2 separate regions of the Mus musculus genome follow, and region 2 is linked to region 1. Evidence: chromatin contacts called from public promoter capture Hi-C data. All regions are on one chromosome and are shown on one strand. Each heading gives the region's core, a stretch centred on a gene start, on an enhancer-like site or on the middle of the called end of the contact. The rest is flanking DNA. Distances are from core to core; before and after follow the strand shown.

The links. Promoter capture Hi-C pulls out the DNA fragments that hold promoters and counts their contacts.
Region 2: a contact with region 1 is called in a promoter capture Hi-C map of the HPC-7 cell line. The contact joins the promoter of Meis3 here to the promoter of Zfp541 in region 1. A contact is called at or near these places in 12 of 39 promoter capture datasets (the C10 cell line, the HPC-7 cell line, the SN4741 cell line and 7 more), 1 of 15 datasets of contacts at CTCF or cohesin (the NIH/3T3 cell line), 5 of 484 Hi-C or Micro-C datasets (B cells, Th1 cells, bone marrow-derived macrophages and 2 more), 1 of 115 datasets of contacts at active chromatin or transcription factors (embryonic stem cells) and 5 of 9 other capture datasets (adipose tissue, embryonic stem cells, liver and 2 more).

Annotation. Positions count from the first base shown.
Region 1 is chr7:16,070,059-16,073,213 of GRCm38.p6, forward strand. Zfp541 (zinc finger protein 541) reads left to right here and starts at 1,787. Exons shown (of 16, transcript NM_001099277.2): 1 at 1,787-2,190. The coding sequence starts at 1,884.
Region 2 is chr7:16,174,089-16,176,962 of GRCm38.p6, forward strand. Meis3 (Meis homeobox 3) reads left to right here and starts at 1,307. Exons shown (of 13, transcript NM_008627.4): 1 at 1,307-1,479. The coding sequence starts at 1,468.

The sequences.
Region 1 (3,155 bases), core at 537-3,036:
TCCTGCCCCAGACTGCAGCAGCTGTCCTCTTGCAGCTCATCTCCATCCTGAGGAATTCCCAAATTAGATAAAATAAGGTCAAGACCTTTGCCATGGGCTTTCAGGGAACCAGGATAGGTCAGATGGGAGGCTGTGGTTCTTTAAGAACAAATTCTACTCTGTTCTTTCAGCATCAGGAACCCATACCAGACACATAGCTAACTCTTCATGACCACTGCTGAGCCAGGGAGTGGGATGGGCTAGGGTAAGTTAGAGCTCTGCTCCATCCAGCAGGTCATATTTTCCTGTAGAGGCCTGCTGGGCCCCTGAACCTTTCACCATTACTAAGAGTTTTAATAAAGATTTTTGTTTTGTTGGTTTTTCAAGACAGGGTTTCACTGTGTAGTCCTGGCTGTCCTAAAACTTACTTTTTAGACCAGGCTGGCCTCAACACACATAGATCCATCTGCTTCTGCCTCCCAAGTGCTGCAATTAAAGGCATGTTTCATCACCACATAATAAAGTTTTGTTGTTTTGTTTTGTGTTTCTGTGGTAAGATAGGTGAGAATTATTTGAATTCAATATGAATTTAGTATTTTCTTTCCCTTCCTTCCCTTTTCATTTCTCTCTCCTCTTACCTTTGCTTCCCCTCCCCATCTTTCTCCTCTCTTCATCCCTATCTTCCTTCCTCCCTCTTCTCTTTTCTTTTCTTCTCCTGCTTGTTTTTCCTAGGCCAGTCTTGAACTCCTGGATTCAAGGACTTGTCTCGCTCAACTTCTGGCATGCTAGAAGTATAGGTGGGCACCACTGCATATCCCCTTATCTTTTAATTTGTTTTAAGATCATTCATATATTCTTCTGAGTGAATTTTGATAATCTGTCTATTTCTAGAAATTTGCTCATTGATTTTTTTGTATCTGAGTTCAATGACTTAACACATTGGGTGTGTATTGTAGCCTATCTTCTGTGTGAGTGCACTGTCTAAACACAGTTCTTCATAGTACTTCCTTGTAATCTTTTTTATTTTTAGAATGTGGTTAGTAAAACTTCCTCTTTTATTCCTTTTTGGGGATCAGGGTGATAGGACTATTGAGACAGCATCTCATGAAACACAGGCTGGCCTCAAACTATCTATTTACCCAAGGATATCTTGCCTCCATATCCCAAATGTTGGGACTACAGGCATGCCTGGTTTATGTGATGCTGAGTGGAGCCTAGAAGTTTGAGTGTGCTAGGATAGGCATTTTACTAACTGAGCTACACCCCCAACCTAACTTCAACATTTACTCTATATTAAAACTCATTGTATTTACTTTTTTTTTTTTTTTTTTGTATGAGACTTTCCCAGTCCAGGCTCTTTTACACACACAGTAAGCCTCCCTTTGTGCAGTGGTATTTCATGTGTCTCCTGGCCACATGGAACAAGTGGACAAGCATCCCCAGGCTTAAACTTGGGCCTGGATGTCCCAGTGGACTGACTTGTGCCTGCACAGACTCTAACTTTGAGTTTCCTTGTTGCTGGCCTTGGGATTTTCCTTGCTTGTCTTTTCTGCCTAGACACACATTAAAGTCTATTTGATCTTTCTAATATTTATAACTGGAGGCAGAGGACTCTGCAGTCCACCATGTGTTATTCTTTTGTCTAGTTGACAGATGAGGAAATGGAGTTCATGGATCTTGCCCAAGGTCGTGCAGCAAGGTTAAATGGCTAAGAACAGACCCATCTCAGTGGCTCCATTTTCAAGTCTACATTCTGCCTACTACACCTACCACCTCTTGATTCTAATACGTCCTTGTTCATTTTCAGGAGCTAGCTGCCAGCGAGGGCTCTTCCCTTCCTGACTCTGGACACGGCTTTGCTTGTCTGGAGACGGGCTCTAGCCAGGACCTGGCAGTGGAAAGCCATGGAGCCATACAGTCTTGGGGAAGAGGGAGCACTTCCATCAGAAGGGCACCTCCCATCCTTCTCTGAAAGTCAAGTGCTCAACTGCAGTGACACACTCAACCGGGACCTGGGCCCCAGCACACGGGACCTGCTCTACGCTGGCTTAAGCGGTTTGGACCTTGACCCCAGTCTCTCCACATCTGATATGCCCAGTGAAGTGCTAGAGGACAATCTGGACACCCTGTCCCTATACTCGGGGAAGGACAGTGACTCTGTGAAGCTGCTGGAAGAATATGCAGACTCTGAGTCACAGACCTCCTTACAAGGTGAGGCTGCTCATGGACTGAGCACCTACAGTTCCTGCAGGTAGCCAGGGACTGAATCCGCTGGCATTGGCTAGGAAAGGTCTCCTTAGCTGGGCATGATGATGCCTGCTCATAACTCCAGCATGTAGAATACAAACACAGGAGGAACACTGCAAATAGAGGCCAGCCAGAGCTACATAGTAAGACCCTGACTTCAACATGCTAATAAAGGGAAGGAAGGAAAGGAAAAACAAAACAAAAATCTCTTCTTGTAGAGGAGGCTTTTATCCTACTTTGGAATTGTCAGCTTGTGGGTTCTGGGTGTTAAATACAGGTCCTCAGGCTTCCGTAGCTTGTGCTTTTACCACCGAGCCATCCCACAGACTGGCATCCCCATCTTTGATCTGTGTGGAGGCAGACCATCAGGCTTGTAGGGGACGTTTATATTACTGCTGTATCTCAAGAGCATTTGTCCAGAGTAAGTGGGGATCCTGTCCATTCTGTCTTGTACTAGTCCAGCTTTTCCAGACCTCATGTCATGTAAAATAAGGGGACCCCAATCCTCACATGCCCACTGCTCTAGAACAATGGTGAGACATGAAAAGGAGAAGACTGCAAAAGCCTCCCATAGACCATAATGTACCAGACAGGTGCTTGATTAAATCCTGCTTTGTCTTTTTAAAAGAGGGAGGTCTTGCCATCTTTTCAGAACACTGAGGCTCCATCAGACCTCTTGCCTCAGTCTGTCCAGGAACCAGGACTATAGATTGTGCCATGCCCAGCTAGTTGTTTTTTACAACCAATATTGTCAGTAATACTTCATCTTAAATAGGGCCTTGATTCAGTTCCAAGGTTTTCTCTTCAACCATCGAAGAAAAGGAGAGAATTAGTGAAATAATTGAGCAGCTTGTGTGAGTGTCATTTTAGTTTGCTGTTGGTCTCCTGTGGAAGGGAGTTCTCTTGTTTAATTTTGGTTTGGTTCTGAT
Region 2 (2,874 bases), core at 57-2,556, 100 kb after region 1:
AAGAGGGGCACACTCAGGACAATAAGAGGAGCTGAGAAGAAGCAGGGTCCTCCCTCCTCCATAGCCTCTCAGGCCCTCCCCACCTGTCACCCCTGCCCTGGCTTTTGTTTTATTTCCAGCAGAGAAGATGAAGGAGTGCGAGGCCTGTTTATGGGAGTCATAAAATGTACCTCCAGCTAGCCCAGCGGGGCTCACACCACCAACAGTGAGAGAGTCAGTGAGCAGGCTCTCAGCTGCCTCCACTCTCTGCGCTCTCTCTCTCTCTCTCTCTCTCTCTCTCTCTCTCTCTCTCTCTCTCTCTCTCTCTCTCTCTCTCTGATTCTGTTCCCTTCTCTGTCCCTTTCTCAGGTTCCCTTTCTTTCCTTCCTTCCTCTTCCTCCCCCAACCCACATCCTCCTCTTTTCCTCTGGTTTTTGGAGACAGAATCTTACCGTATAAGCAGGCTTGCATCCAACTCATGCTCCTCCTGCCTCAGTCTCCCTGAGTACCACACACACCCGGCACAATTACTTTTTGCCACTGGAATTTCACTCCAAAGCTTGTCTTGGGGTTTGACTGACAGCTTTTGTCTGCACCGCCTCAGTGGCTAGACCCACGATTTACACCCCACCCCACCCCCACCCTCCCACCCCCGCAAGGCTCGGAGGTCCCAGGCTGCTCCCCTAGGGGCAGCTGAGAGGGCTTCATCCAGGCTAAGGGCCTTCCTGAACACAGGGCTCAGAAGGACAGAGGCACACACATCCCTGAGGGAAGCACAGCAGCTCAATACTTTGCCACTTCTAGACACACACTGGAGCCTCGGGCCGACAGCCCCCTTGTCCCCCCAGGGGAGACAAGGGACAGAAACGGAGCAAGAAGACAAACGAAAATATAAGCTTGGTTCTTTCCTGTGCCTGGTTTGCTTTAATCCCGTCTCATGGTTAGACAGGAGAGACAGAGACAGAAGAGTGACCAGAGAGGAGGGGCAAAAAGCTACTGCAGACCCCTGGCGGCCAGGCAGGGAGAGAGCAAGAAGCAGTGAGGACCAAGAGGGAGGGTGGGGACCGCGGGAAGCTCCAGACACAAGACCCCGCGAATCTGACATACAAAGGCCAAGGTGGGTGGAGGCAGACCTGGAGTCCAGGAAGAGGAGAGGAGGAGGGAGGGGACAGCACGGAGGGAAGAAGGGGAGGCAGAGAAGGAGAGGGAGGAGGGGACTCAGAGGAGAGGGGAGGGACAAGACAGGAGAGGGGCCGCTCGGGAGGAGGCCCCGCTCCGGCAGACAGCGGGTTAAGCGTCTCCGCGTGAACTTCCGGATGTGACACAGGCCGGGCCCGTGTGAGCGGAGGAGCCGCCGCCACCCTCGGCCGCGATCCGCGGGTCTTGGCCACTCGGAGACCCTGGCACCCGGCGGGGACCTCGGGGACCTCCTGCCGCGATGAGCTCCAGGCCGTGACCTCCCGAGCCCAGGACAGGCGGCGCCGGCTCATGGCCCGGAGGGTAGGTGACTGTGCCGTCCCGCCCTGAGCCTCTTTCTGCCTCTAAATGTCCCTTTTTGCCCCTTAGAGTTCCTTCTGCCCCTCCCTCTATTCCTCTCTGTCACTCTCTCCCCCTCACCCCCCCTCCCCTACTCCCTCTATCTCTTGGGTCTTCCCCATCTCTACCCTCTTCCTGTCTGCTTTTCCCCAGGCTTCTGTTGTCTGAGACCCACCCTGGGGTTAGGGGTGGGACATCTCACCAAGCTGCCAGACAAGGGAGAGCAGGGGAGAGATGCGAGCCCTGAGTGTAGGGAGGTTTGGAGACGAACCTGGCAGGAGGTAAAGACCCCATCGTCTGGGTTCACGGTGGGCAGCTGGGAGCAGGTGAATTCACTTCAGGATGCTTAGAGAAGTTAGCCTGCGGAAGCAAAAGAGGAGTGACAGCCACCCAGATGGCCCAGTGCGCCCAGGTCGGCTGGAGAACACAGGACCCTCTGCCTCATACCAGTGAGCCCTTTGCCTCTTGGCGCCCCAGTCTCCCCACTGCTAAGAACCGTCTTCTACCTGGAGATCAAAGGTCCTGCTGCCCCATTGTGATTCCGTAACAGGAGGACCCAGAAATCTGGCTCCTATACTCTTGTTTCTGGTTGGGACTGTTTGCATGGTAGAATAGGGTTACCCTCCCCCAAATGTATTTATTGACTGTTGTCTGATTGTGCTAAATGTCTTTCATTTCCTCATTCATTCAATTCCAACTTGGTGCTAGGTGCGCTCTGACTGACTGACTGACTGTCTGTCTGTCTCTGTCTCTGTCTCTCTGTGTAAGTATATGTGAATGTTTCTCTCTCTCTCTCTCTCTCTCTCTCTCTCTCTCTCTCTCTCTCTCTCTCTCTCTGTGTGTGTGTGCGTGTGTGTGTGTGTAGTTGTCTCTTGCAATTCGGGGTGTAGTGCTCTAAGCCTGCATGCTCTGGAGAACCTACCCTATAGCATACATGTGCATATGTATCACATGCATGTGCATGTCGGCTGTGTGCCCAACTCTGTGTGGATATGGGTATGGTGAATTTACATGTTGGATGTGATAAATTGTTAAGACATTCAGAGGTGTGTAGTGTAATAGCACTCCAGAGGTCAAAGCAGGAGAATTGCTCTGAGTTCCAGGCCAGCATGGGCTGCAAAGTAAGATTCTATCTCAAAACCAAACAAAGCTGGTAGAGCCCTGCCTAGAATCCCCCAGTGAGGGGGCTGGGGGCGTGGCTCAGTGGTAGAGCCCCTGCCTAGAATCCCCCAGTGAGGGGCTGGGGGCGTGGCTCGGGGGTAGAGCCCCTGCCTAGAATCCCCCAGTGAGGGGCTGGGGACGTGGCTCAGTGGTAGAGCCCCTGCCTTGAATCCCCCAGTGAGGGGCTGGGGGCGTGGC